2 separate regions of the Mus musculus genome follow, and region 1 is linked to region 2. A link is a contact called in public HiChIP or PLAC-seq data. All regions are on one chromosome and are shown on one strand. The core of a region is the stretch at or near the end of the contact, and the rest is flanking DNA. Distances in the headings are between cores, read along the strand shown.

The links. HiChIP or PLAC-seq counts read pairs in DNA pulled down with a chosen protein or histone mark.
Region 1: an H3K4me3 HiChIP or PLAC-seq map of craniofacial prominence shows a contact between it and region 2, with 4 times the contacts expected there. The contact joins two enhancer-like sites. A contact is called at or near these places in 1 of 15 datasets of contacts at CTCF or cohesin (the NIH/3T3 cell line), 4 of 484 Hi-C or Micro-C datasets (cortical neurons, myocytes, nephron progenitors and 1 more), 1 of 115 datasets of contacts at active chromatin or transcription factors (craniofacial prominence) and 2 of 9 other capture datasets (embryonic tail and embryonic trunk).

What each region holds. Positions count from the first base shown.
Region 1 is chr6:6,362,890-6,370,042 of GRCm38.p6, reverse strand. The region is part of intron 3 of Gm20619 (predicted gene 20619); the gene reads right to left. Among named protein-coding and RNA genes, the nearest start is that of Gm52888, 24 kb to the left of the region's middle. Within about 2 kb of position 5,867, at least 8 of the 459 cell types and tissues checked have an H3K27ac peak or open chromatin away from gene starts, as enhancers often do. A contact at or near this core is called in craniofacial prominence, where this site is marked.
Region 2 is chr6:6,002,659-6,009,253 of GRCm38.p6, reverse strand. Dync1i1 (dynein cytoplasmic 1 intermediate chain 1) reads right to left here. Exons shown (of 17, transcript NM_010063.4): 15 at 2,844-2,984. Among named protein-coding and RNA genes, the nearest start is that of 1700019G24Rik, 29 kb to the right of the region's middle. Within about 2 kb of position 2,968, at least 95 of the 459 cell types and tissues checked have an H3K27ac peak or open chromatin away from gene starts, as enhancers often do. A contact at or near this core is called in craniofacial prominence, where this site is marked.

The sequences.
Region 1 (7,153 bases), core at 4,618-7,117, 360 kb before region 2:
TGCAGCATGTTGCAACTCTTCATCCCCAAAGAGCACTCAGCTATCAATGAGCAGTACCTGCTTTTGATGATATAAATCACAAGAGAGACCAAAGCCTGATCAGCAGGCTGAGTTCCCTTTGCAAACACTGCATCCCTCCATCCTGGCCATTGCCTCTCCATTCTTATGCCTCTGATGGCTATCACAGACGCTAGCTAATGTATCCCTAGGAAGGGGCTTTCAGATTGGCATTTACAAAAGGCTCTCAACCTAACAAGGTTCCTGTGGCACAGAGAAAAATGGAAGGAGTTTTCTTTTATAAACATAAAACTATTGAGTTTAAGCTCCTTTAAAGGCCAACGGGTTATTTCCTTACTGCTTGTTTATTATGAAACAATGTCCTTATGTCTTGATGCTGATGGTCAACATAGTCTGTCCTTTGTTGTTAACTCTACTTGATCAATAGTGGCTCGACATTTTCAGAAAGCTTTGTCAAGCCTGTGAAATCAGAACTGTGGGGCTCAGAAGCAGTGCCTGTAGCTGACAGGAGAGTGTGGCAAGAAAACCGTCAGGTAAGTTTCTGTTCTCCAGGCCTAGTGCCTATTTGTAGAACAGAATTTTTTTCCACTGCGGCACTGAAACTAAATATGCACAATAGCTTTGTATGTTTATTTGTTAAGAGGTGCTTGGCTTACACAGTGAGGATGGCCGCTGGAACGTTGAAGTTCCACCTTTAACTGCAAATGTGCCCAACATCCCATTCAGTAAATGTCTACTGAAAGAGAATTGACTTGGCTCATCCGACACATAGGAGAGCTTCTCACACAGCTCCTGCCTATCATGAGCCACATTCATCCAGTTGGCACCCAGCACAAGGTCCCTTGCCTTACGTGAGTGGGTGGCAGGCTTTTATAGCATGGCTCTATTTGATTTTATTTCCAACTTGCTCTGTAAGTGACATGATCACTCAACTAGACTTTGCCTTGTACTTGCAAGGAGTGAAAAACTCACTGTTCTTGTTGCCTGACAATCTTTGTTTAAAGACAATAAGTGTATGGGCTACTTAGGAAAACTGTCTTTAACATAATTACGTGCTCTGGGAATTATGGAGGTGAAACATTTTCATCTTAGCATAAACAAAAGTCAAGGTGCTCTTGAGAATAACTATGATTAGCACATTGCTGGCCTTCATACTCACATTTCAGACATTTTTAAATTCTACGTGCTTTTATTCTTTATGTATAATTGTAGCTAAGACTGTTACATTTGAATAATTTCCTTTCAAATTCATACACTGGAAAAATATCGAAACAAACTATGTAAAACTTACAATGGGAGACAAAATATTATTAAATGCATTCACCAAGAGAAAGTCATGTAAGGAGTATTTTGTACAGCCTTCGTCCATGTAACTTCAGGCATGGCCTTCCTCTGATCAACTCTACAGAGAGTAAAAGCTACCTCCAAGGGTCATTTTAAGAATTAAGTGTGCTAATATGTGTGTTCTAGCACTGGGCATGACACATGGCAATCAGTGACTTTGCCCAATTAATGCCATTCGTATTATTGCACACTTGAAGTAGCAGTTGTAGAATAGTTTAGCAGCAGGAAAAAAAGAGCACACCAATCTCGCATCGTTTCTTTTCGCCATTACGTTACAACTTCCCTTCAATTCATCTCCATCATGGCTTTCTGAGAGAACAGCAGGATAGAAATAAGTTCAATCATTCCTCATCTCAGACCTCACAAAAATCTTGGAAAATCCTCTCTGATCGTCAACACATCTCCATCTAGAGCATCCACTATGCACATGGGCGCACTTGCACAGATGGCCAGTTTTTGTGAGATCCTTTCAGAATCCCAGTGAGCATCCTCGGACGAGGCTCATTCTTTAGCCTGACTTATATTTTTATTGTAGACAGAAATGTAAGCAGTGTGGAATGCCACTTAAAAACATGAGCCTTGCAGGCAGATGACTTGGTTGCAAATTCTGGCTCTGCTTTGTTCAATTATTCCTCCTTCCTCCAAGGTTCTTTGTCTGTGAGGGCACCTTTACGGGAAAGCCATGGGGGTTAATTGAGAGGTTGTGTATGAAGCTCTGCGTCCAGCATCTGGCGCCTTGTAAATGCTCAGTAAGCTTCAGCTATCATTCTTTGCTGCAGATGTACATTTTTGTCTCGAAAAGTTCCTTTGGAGTCTTTACTGTTCTTTCCTCTCGGTGCGTATGAGTTCCTCTCCATCTCTAAACCTGTGGAGCGTATAGTAGTTGTCTTCTATAGTCTTTGTTTACTAATTCTGTCATCTTTGCTGTTTCCTATTCTTTCTACCAGGTGATACGCTCCTAACTCTTGATCATATTTTATTGCTGCTTTTGCATATCCGATGCTGTGATTTAGATGTAGTTTGAAGTATTCCCCAAAGGTTCAATTGCTCGAAGTTTCAAGGTGGGGCCTAATGGAAGATGTCTTAGATATTTGAAGTGCTGCTCTCAGAATGAAGTAATATAGTTCTTGCAGGACCCACTTAGGTCTAATTTAAAAAACCAAAAATGCCTCTGCCCAGCTAGGCAGTAGTGGCTCATGTCTTTAAAACCAACACTTAGGAGGCAGAGACAGGCAGGCAGATCTACAAAATGAGTTTGAAGCCAGCCTGATCTACAAAATGAGTTCCAGTACAGCCAAGGCTACAAAGAAAAACCCTGTTCAAAGAGAGAGAGAGACAGAGAGAGAGACAGAGAGAGAGAGAGAGAACCTCTGCCCATCCTGCAACCTATGTCTCAGTCAGAAACCAAGATAATATGGCTTCTTATTCATGGATATTCAGCTTCAAAACTATGAGTAAAATAAAATGCATACCTCAAAATATTTGTATACAACAACAGAAACAATAATATACCAATGACAGCTTTTTTACATTATAAACTTGGTTATTAGCTGCTTTGTGTTGTACATTTCATTTAATTGATGTTGGATTTTGATTTGCTACACATTTGGGTTACCTGGAATAAATTTAGAAACCTCAAAGCTTGCTTTTCAAAAGTGCTAGGGTATATTCAGAGAGGCTTTGTGTCCTTGTAATGTTTCGCCAGCAAAACACACTCGGACAACCAGGTCCTTCTACAGAAGAGCTTTATTGCTTACTTCTCAGGAAGACCCCGAACCCTGAAAATGGAGCTGTTTAAATACCCCTCTGTGTGACATGTCAGCTCCTGATTAGCTGCTCACCCATCACCCCACTATTACACCCCGGGATGGGCAGTGACTTGGCACGAATTTACTCCTGCACCTGCGCACATTGCTTGTTTACCAGTTAGGCACTGTGGAAGCCAGCGCCATCTTGAAATGGCGATTGCTCACGGCTCTCCACAGCTTTGGACTATAACTAATTCAGTCTACCTTTGCTGAGGATTCGTCTGATGTCTCTGATGCTGTCTTCCCACCATGGTTGGTAGGAATATGAACGAGCTGCTTCATCCCATTTGCTTCACGAGTTCTCTCCAGTGGTCCTTTCCCTCACATCAATCTTTACTCTCATGTGTGTACAAATCAGTTCTCAGCCAGAAACTTGTGGACACCTCTCCAACATACAATTTCTAGGTAATCACTTCTTCATAATAATGCCCTTTAAATATTGGAAACGGCTTATATACTTGTTACAGAAATAATTGGAAAGGAGATAAATATTTCTTTAGAATACATTTATTATTTATGAGAAACATCACTCTCTCTCTCCTGATTTTGCCCTTTTTTCTTTCTCATATCCCATCTCTTCCTGCTTTTTCTCTCTTTCTGAGTGTTTCTGTGTGTGTGCGCGCGCGCGCGCGCGCGTGTGTGTGTGTGTGTGTGTGTGTGTGTGTGTGTGTTTCTCTGTGTATCTCTATCTCTCTATCTCTCTCTGTCTCTATGTGTCTCTGCGTGTCTCTGTGTGCCTCTGTCTCTCTGTCTCTCTTTCTGTCTCTCTCTCTGTCTCTCTCTCTGTCTCTCTCTCTGTCTCTCTCTCTCTCTCTCTCTCTCTCTCTCTCTCTCTCTCTCTGCCAGTAATGCTTGCTTTCCAAACCTCTGTCTATCAAATTCTAAGTGTCTTGGCCTCCATGAACGCCAGTTCTGCCTCTCTCAGCTGGACCACAACGTTGGGTTGCTCCTCTAGACGTTCATCCCTGACACACTGCAGTCATTAAGCTGCTATAATCATAGGACTCACTTCCTGTGCTTGCCTTCTCGCAGGAAATGACAGTTACCTAGATGTTCAAGGTGGAATACTGAATCCAGTCTTTCTGGCTCCATCCTCGCCAGAAGTTGAAATCTTTAGCTATTATTTCCAAAAGCTAGTTTTAGGTGCAAACTTTACACATCTAAAGATAAATTTAAAGAAATAACAAATGCAACATATGGAAGAATGTGCAGGCTCGTGTGTGTTATTAAATAGATTCCTCAATCTAGGCATGCATTATGTTTGCTGGGTATTTTTCTGTGTGTCTGTGTGTGTGTCTCCCTTCTGAAAACATTTCACTTTTAGATTCTTGGCTCTGGGCCAATTTTGTGTAAAAGCCACAAATTTTGAAGCTTTTATATAATTTTAAATCCTAGATAAGATACAATTATGTCTTTTGTGAATGACTTAGTCAATTAAGGTTTTCCTAAAAGAAGAAAATTTGATTTTGTTGTTGTTGTTATTTTACTCTGGCTATTAATGCCATGCAATCCCTAAATGTTGAAAGTAAAGTTCTCCTATATGCTGGCATTGCAAGAACCGTTTAATATACAGATGAAGCCCAATGCACGGGATGATGATGCAAGGAAGGGATAAACTTTTATACCTCTTCACGCTTATATTAAGCATGATCACATTACTCAAAGCTCAGTTAGCTTGTAGAAGGTCTGTGTCTGTAAAAGACACAGAAAAACCGCACACACATGAATGGTGTGAGTTACACTAAACCTTTTGCTTGAACAAGAAGACATATTTATACAATGTTTACTCTGCATACAGAGAATTGGAAATCGTAAAGGGAAACTGAGGAATTCATACTTAACAAAAATTACCTTTGAAATTTAATCGCTGCATTTTGAGGCATACAATGAGATTTTACATTTCCTCACTGAGACATTTATTGTTCCTGCAGAAACCGAATTATATCTTATTCCTAAATCTGTCTTCTATTAAACTAAAGAAGTCCATAAATCAATAATAACCTTTCAGATATCAACCTCTTCATAATTATGTCTTCCATATCTATGTAATTGTTTGCATATTTTATATTAAAACAAACAGGGCAAGGCACATTTTGCTTGATTGGAAGGAGGGTCTAAAGATTTTAGTTGGTTTTCAACATTTGTGAAATCTGTTTTTATCCTCTTTTCCATTACATTTAAAAGTTAATCTATTTCACACAAAGAAGCAAATAGATGCGCTGATGCAGATCAACTCTCCAGGAAAAAAACAAAAACCAAAAAACAGACAAACCAAGTTGTCCATTAGAACTTGATGTGGATTCTATCATAGTATCATAGTATAGTTTCCACTAAAAACAACAGCAAACTTGTCAGTTAAAGAAATGTGTGATTTTAGTTGAATCAGGATCTGAGTATCTTTCTGACAATTTCTCTGCGTGTCTCAACAGGAAGTGGCTGAATGGCCACTCCAGATTGATCTCAGATTCAGAAACACCAGCATCTTGAAGCTGCTCTGTTTGTGGCGTGAAATGACAGCAACCAGAGAGGCCTGCGGCTGCTTTCCTCGATGCCTAGTCTGTGTGCCAGCCATCTGTGTTCATTTAGACTGTGTGTGTGTGTGTGTGTGTGTGTAGGTGGAGAGGGTGGTGAGTGGCAGAGCTCAGGTTGCAGGTCTCAGCATGGGTTTTGATACAGAACTAGACCTTCTGCCTGGTGCCTCTCTAACAAGACCCCTCATCTGCTGGGCCCTCCAGAGAAGTAATTTCACCAAGACCAGCTGCGAGGGGAATGTTTCTTGTTCTCTTTATTCAAAGTGAAAGATGTTAAACAGAAATTTTCAGAAGCACTTTTGTTTGGAAAACGGGAACGGAAGATCACGGAAACTGGAAAACATCCATGAAATTAGCCCGAAATCATGGCCAATACTGATCATTTGCCGACAAGCTGTCTGTCAGGGAAACCACAACAATGGTTTATTCAGGGCATCCTGGGGCAACAGTGCTGCGGTGGCACTAACCACACATTGGTCCAGAGGTTGACATTTTATGTTTTCACTTTTGTCATTGCAATAGAGGGTCCATGGCACACTAGTAGCAGGAGTCCTCAAGTACTCATTGCTTTCTTTCTCAGATGTAATCCACTAGTGAGAATTAAGAGAGAATATAGATTTAAATAAGACCCCCGAGGACCCGCAGGAGTCCCTAAGACGGGAAACGGGAAGAGAACCAGACACAGGCCACACTTCGTCTCACTGATCTCAAACTTGGTATACACTTGTTAAAAAGCTCATTTTTTGTCTATGAATAGGAGGTGGAAATGAGCGAATCTGGCTGTATACATTTGTTATTTATTATTTATAACTCAAAACCTTAGCAGCCTATAATTAATATGCATACCTATAAAATTTCACAATATCCCTATGGCCTTTAACATTATTGCAATATTTATTCAAAGAATCTCTCTTCTCTCCCCTCCACTCCCCTCTCCTCCCCTCCCCTCCCATGTCCTCCTCTTTCCTCCCTCCCTCTCCTCTCCCCTCCCCTTCCCGCTCCTCCTCTCTCCTCCCTCTCTCTTCTCTTCTCCCCCCTCCCCTCTCCTCTCTTCCCCTCTCTTATTCTCCTGTCTTCTTTGCTCTCCTCTTCACCTCCTTACAGTTTCAGACCCTGTAGCTTTCATTGCTCTGACCTTCTGGGAATGTCCTTACCATGTATCCATCAATACTGCACCTCTAAGCCCATACCTAATTGGTTGCCATGCCCAATCCTGGAGCTCACTTTCCAAATGTCACATCTGCCTACAGCAGAGTGATTTCTATTCCCAACTTAGTGTCAAGTTATCCATTTATTATTAAAACTAGGTTTCACACTATTAAAATTAGGTGTGGAACTGTCCTTCTTAACTTCTGCCCAAGGGGGATATTTTCTGTGTATTAACAGGACTTAAAAGCTTACTCTGAAAATAGCTCCCAAACTCAGGCAGAGCCAAGAGCCCTTCCTGCATCA
Region 2 (6,595 bases), core at 1,719-4,218:
CTGCGAGCATCTTCTGCCCCTCTGTGAGACCTGTGCTCAGTAAGCGAATCTCGCCAACATGGAAACACGGTGTGCTCTGCCACATAGCACCCCAGCATTCAGCTAGTCACAGGGTCGAAACCATCTGTTTATGGGAAACTATTGAGCCAATTCCTATCTTTAAAACAGCAATAAAAACTCCATCATATGTAAGAATCTACGTTTAAACTTCATCTTGAAATCAATAAAAAATTCTTTTCACCTGCTTAAATCATTGCATGTCAATTGTGAACAAAAATGTAAAATGAAAATCCCCAGCTCATTTAAAAAAAAAAAAAAAAACAAAACCCAATTTCTACAATCAAGGTCCCTGCTGTGCAAGCTGGAGTCTGAATTTTTAACCAAACCTTGCAAAGAATAAAAACAATGTGAATTTAGATAGACTATAATTCTGTCAATACACTTTATTATCGCTGGGCTGGCCTGAAAACCAAGTCATGATTCAGCTGTAGACCCTTCAAAGTTCGTTTTTAACACTGACTTAAAAGCATCACATAGAATTTAACCTTGAATAATCTAAAAGCTGAGTAAAATGTTTAATCTTCATAGGAACACAGCTAAAAAATTAATTTAAAAAACCCTGACCTTCTCATGTAGTTAAAACAATGTCTAACGTGCTTCTAAAAAAATTAGTTTACTTGAAATGTAAATAATGTAACTGAAGTGAGTTTTGAAAGATTATCCAAAATGCTTTCTTTTCATAGCTATTATACAAAATATAAAACATGCTATCATATTTTATATGCTAAAAATTAATGAGTACATGAAGGAAAATATATCTGTAATAATTTGTGGCATTTGAAGCTCAAATGCGGAAATCTGTATTAAAATAATCTGCACGCTCTTTGCATGTGCCTTACTTCCAACTTTGATTTCATAAGTATTCTCATGTTTTTATGGCACAGTCATTTTAATTGCAAATACAAGATGTATATAGCATAAATTACTAAGCAGTAAGAGTCGCTTGCATCAAGGGTAAATAGCCATTTTCGCCGAGGGGTGGGGGTGGAGGTGACAATTTGGTTTAAAACTACAATAATTTCAAGAACAACAAAGCAGATGGGGAATATAGGCTCTCTCTGTCTTTTAAAAATCTATTTCCTAATCTCACTTAAATCTAAAAAAAAAAAAGTTTGTAACTGTGAGGTCCTGGACTCAACTGTATGTATGACCAACCATGAGTTTTTAAATGTTAAGCACAAAACTTCCCTGAGTTTCTCTCTTTGATACCTATAGAAAGAAAAGCCAGTGTCAAGATATAGCTTTCCTTTTATGGAGAGAGGAGAGAGATCGAGAGGTGGAAGTTATTAAGTAGGTTGTGGGCCACTACATCCCTTTGTACACTTTGGAGCCGGGTGTCATGGAAGCATCCCAGCCAGGCCTGCTTTCTGATATAGCACACTCCCGAGTCAATCTGGAAAGAGGTTTTTGTTTTTGTTTTTTTTTTTTTTAATTTGCTTTGAGTGAGTTTCTTCTAGCAAATAGAAGCAATATGATTTTAATCAACAGTGATGAAAGACTTTGGGAAAGCATTACAAGGTAAGGTAATAGCATCTTACTCTTAAATGCAGTGATGCTATAAACATCTCAGTGATGGGCATCTCACTCGTGCCTTCTGATCATTTTCAAACATAGTTCATTACGTAACTTTCTTTTCCCATAGTTCTTGGAGGTAAAAGGAAAAATGGCCGCGATAGAAACACATTTGTCTGGTGATAGTCACAGGTAACTGTGCACTTATAGGTACCCAGACACAACACCACCCAAAGGAAATTCCCCTGTCCCCTCCCACAAAAAGTCCTAGCCTTCTGTGCTTCTCCTTCATGTCCTCCAGCCTTAGGATCCTTAATTACAAAGGCTGAATGGCTTCCTGCGCCAAGAACTTCAAAAGGCCTGCTTTACTTGACATATATATATACCTTGTCCCATGGAATCTTTACCTGGGTATTTGTACCGGAACCAAAAACCAAGAAATGATGCAGAGGCCATTTTAGGACATAAAATAGTCATGTAACACGGTCCCTGGCAACAACATCATTCCCAAGGCCCTGAGTTAGGCCCTCGATACTTTTGAGGGATTGAAAGAAGAGGAACAAAGCAGATGACATCCTCAAAAATATTCATTTTGTTATCAACTGTTTTTTTTTTAAATAGATGCCTATTTTATCTTGTGAATGACTTTAAATGTGACACGTTAAAATCCCATTTTAAAGACGAATTGAGTTTTGCATACATGTATAAACTTAGACACTATGGCCTTTGAGTTCAATATTGTAGACAAGGAATATTTCCATAGCAATAAATCAAATGGATGGTAGAACTAAACAGAAAGCAGTGTAGAGAACCATCTTCAATGGAGTCGAAACAGAAATTGTACAAATAGCCAGCGTTGACAGAGTAACCTCATTTCAATAATCCAGTCTAAAAACAGCACCCACAAAAGCTTACTTTTCCAAGTCTCTGCCAATAAAGTTATTTCAACACGATGTGTCCTTCCCCTTAGGGAAAAGTGTGAACACACTTTGTGCTGTTGGGGGAAAAGATGTGTGTGGGGCAGAGTCGTTAACTGTCTAAGATCTGGTACAGTTTAGGGATGAAGTGACATGGAGTTTTGGCCAATGCATCTGTTGGTTCCCTTCTGGGAAGTCAAGAATTGGGGGTTGAGAGTGGGGGCAATGGACTGTACCCAGAGGCAATTGTAGGGTCTGTCCACAAAAGGCTCCCCCCCCCCCCACGAAGGACCAGACTGCAGAGTGACCCGGGTCCCCCTTTCCCATCCCTGGGCCCGGGCGCCTGTCGCTCACCTCGGTGTCACTGTTGAGGTTCCAGAGGTCCAAGCGCCCCATCCCGTCCACGCAGGCAAAGAGCGCGGGATGCACGGGGGACCACATGACATCGTACACATAGTCTGCATTGTCTTCAAAGGAGTAGAGCGGCTTGTTGTGCTGTAAAGCAGAGAGACCGTGAAGACTTAGTGGCGCTGCCGCCGCCTCGGGCTGTCTAGAGAGCCTAATTAAAAACTTTGCACATTCACCAAGTGTCATAAAACTTCCCGAGATGAAAGTCCTCGAGAAGGTGAACCGGAGCTTTAATGTGACTACAACTGTCCAGTGGCATAAATAAATCCCCGGGGGTGGGGTGTACTTTGAATGGGCCGGGGCCGGGACCCGCGGAGCGAGGCGGTTTCAGACACAGTTGTAAGCGACATTCCAGACAGGTGGACGCGACTGCCATTAGCTCGGAATTCTTGCCAGGCCAAGCTGTGCATGCAGGTCGCGGGAGCCTGAACCCAGCAGTGGGCTGAGGGGCTTGGACCTGCTGGCATGCTCCGAAGCCCGGGCGGTCCCTGGCGACCCTGGCTCTGCACCGAAGGCAACGTCTGCCACCTCGTGGACCTCCCTTGTCGCTGCAGCAACGATGGCTTCTTCCAGTCCAACTGCAGGCCAAATTCATATTTTAACTCTTTTTGTGCGGCGAGGGAAGGAGACAAATACCTTTAAATGCGGGTTTGCGCTCTTACAGAAAAGTGGAAATCTCTCCACTCAAGACCTTAGCCTCCCTGTATGGGGTTAGTTCGCCAGAACCAAGTGGAGCAATGTGGCTCATTCTAGAACCTCTGAACTTACACAGAAAATATGACTTCCTTTCTAAATCACCAAGGATTTCCAAGACCCCTACAGTTGATGTTCTGAGGGGAAACACAGAGCATTTTTCCACTGCATACAAATGCCTCCACTCCAGAGGGATATAATAAATTAAAATGGCACACTTGATTTCCAGCGAATATTGTCACATCAAAATAGCACAGAAGTCAGAGGCAAGTTTGAAAGTACACCAGAAATAAAACGTAATTGGACTTTATGAATTATTCATTCCATCTGGCTTGTCTTATTCTAATTTCTGCATAATGGCTTTACTAATCCCTGATCAATTAATGTAAAATGAAATTTAAATGATAATGAAAGCCCTAGAGATAAAAGAAATTAACTATTCTTATATCCTCTGACAGAAATCTAAACAATGGGAATTTTTGTCTTCTTCCTCCAGTCAGCTGTCTGCACTCTCTTCTCAGGCTCTGTGGAATGTCTACACAGGCCAGGGCCTTAAGATCAAGAAAAGATAACATACAATGTAACAATCAAATCCTTTCTGCCTTGGATATTCAAAGAACTCATCTGTAGGGAATCCGCTCCAAGTTATCAGCGAGAACTGCCAATGTGTGCTGCTTGTGAATGCGAGATGCCCACAGTACATGGGCTGAGATTAGAGCGGCGAGAATCAGTGCAAACCCACAGTTCTTAAACTGAAACCGAATGCACCGACGTGTTAGGGGAGTGACTGTAACTTCCATTATTTGCATTTCCTTGACGCGTAAAAGTAACTGGTTTGATGCAAACAAAGTTTAGATAGATTAGGGCAGCACAGATTGTAGATAAACTAGTGTGTGTGTGTGTGTGTGTATTTGTGTTTGAGTGTGTGTGAGTTTGTGTGTGATGTTTTTTAAAGAGATAGATGCGTCATATTTTTAACTTCAAAAGTATTTCTGAGGAAATATAATTTGAAAAAAATACCCACCATTGAAACACCAAGAAGGAACAAACTAAACATTTGTTTTATAGTGATGTAATATTATTATTCTGTAATTTCTAGATAAACATGTTTTAAATCTCATTTCTGTCATATGACTAGAAACCAAAATTATTTGTTTATCAGCTACTGCTTATGCCTTCTTCTCATTGTTTATATTAGATAATTCATACTTTTTTAGACAATCCAAGTATCAAATTATTACCTGATAGCATGATTGTATCATTTTGCCTTATTTATCCAAAAGAAAGTACGAAATAGCTGGTGTTTCTCACTGACCATCGTGTATATTACAATCTGACTCTTTGTTTAAAAAAGAATGTCACCACAGACTCTTGATTTTATACCTAACTGGCCACTAATAGAGAATGCAACATATTTCTTTTAGTCATTAACAGCTAAAGACGTGTGATTTAAAGAGGTGATTCTTTGTATTCTTTCTCACTCAGTCAATAGTTCATCTAAGCGCACAGAGCTGAGGATATGGGCACACATGCAATCATACAACAAACACACAACACACATGCCATTATTGTTTTGATCAATTAAAACCCCATCCAGCTTCAAACAACCCTTCTCCAAGGAGCTGTCAACACAAGACATACTAATCCCTTTAAAAACTATCCTGCTCATTCTATGATAGTCTTCCTTTTTTTCCCTTTGAAATTTTCTTTACTGATAAATTCGGTAAAAATTATACTATATCCTGGAGACACCACTTTTGAAACATCTGGAAATAACTGCTCTTCTTCTCAGTTTTTTTCCTTTTCACCAGATTGATAGAAATGCTCTTTCTCGTTTGTCTTTCTGAAACCTCCTCATCAGCACCTCCCCACCCCCAAGGCTGAACCTTCTATCACAAAGGTCACCCTGAAAGCAACACTTGTCCATAGTAGGCGTGTGCTTGGGAACAGGGAGAGGTGTTACATTTCAAGGGCTCTGTTTAACCTTGATAAGTTGATAGGTTGGAAAACTTACAGAACTCATTACTGTATGCTCTGGGCTTCTATCTACAGACCGATAGATGCCATGTCCCATAGAGGCATAAAATACCAGTGCAGGCAAATGTCACTTGAACACCCGTACTATTTTGAGTAACAATTACACTTTGTTCAATACACAATTTTTATCATTCTATTTTATTTTGTCTCCAAGTATCACATTATTAAAGATCTTCCTCAAATGCTTAATGTTTTTTAAAAATGTATGGTAAATACTAATATCATGAAATATTAACATTTTCCAAAAGAACCTTGATATTCTTCAATCTCAAGAACATTGCTTTGGAGTTTGTGCAACAGAAACTTCAGGGCCCACAAATTTGTTATAGTATGGCTATTGATTTTAGAATACCACAGGTTTTCAAAAGACAGTATGGGAACAAACACTGTCAATGCTTTTGAGGAGGAATTTCACAATATCCTCTCTGTATATCAAAGCCATAGAAGCATCATGATTTAAAACATTCACTCTAGGAAAATACCCGAGGTCATTCAGTTAACTAAATATTGCTCCAAAGGATATTGCTGTGGAAAGCGTTCTGCAAAGCAGTCAAATTTCACTGGACAACGCCCCCTTCACCTGTATGTTTTCCTTTCAAATGCCATGCTTAGCATCAGCAACATGTCAAGAAAAGGAAAAGGAAAATGTCATCACTCACAACCTGTGCATGTGTGGCACACCACTGTAAGAAAGCCTGGGCCCGAGGCTTCATCGGGCCTCCAGGTCTGCCTTTCCGATTATGTGCGTGAAGCTACACAGTCCCGCTTGCTTTTAATTCGCTGACTTTCAAACAAAGCAGAGCGGTCGGCCAGTACCGACTTATGTGAAGGGCAGGAACGAAAGTTTGCTGTGGACCGGGTTCTGTACACACATTGTCTGACTTAATCCGCATAAAATTTCTGTAAGGTAGATGGTGTTTACTGAAAAGAAAATTATAGCTTAGGGAGGTTAGTAACTCATAAAGCCA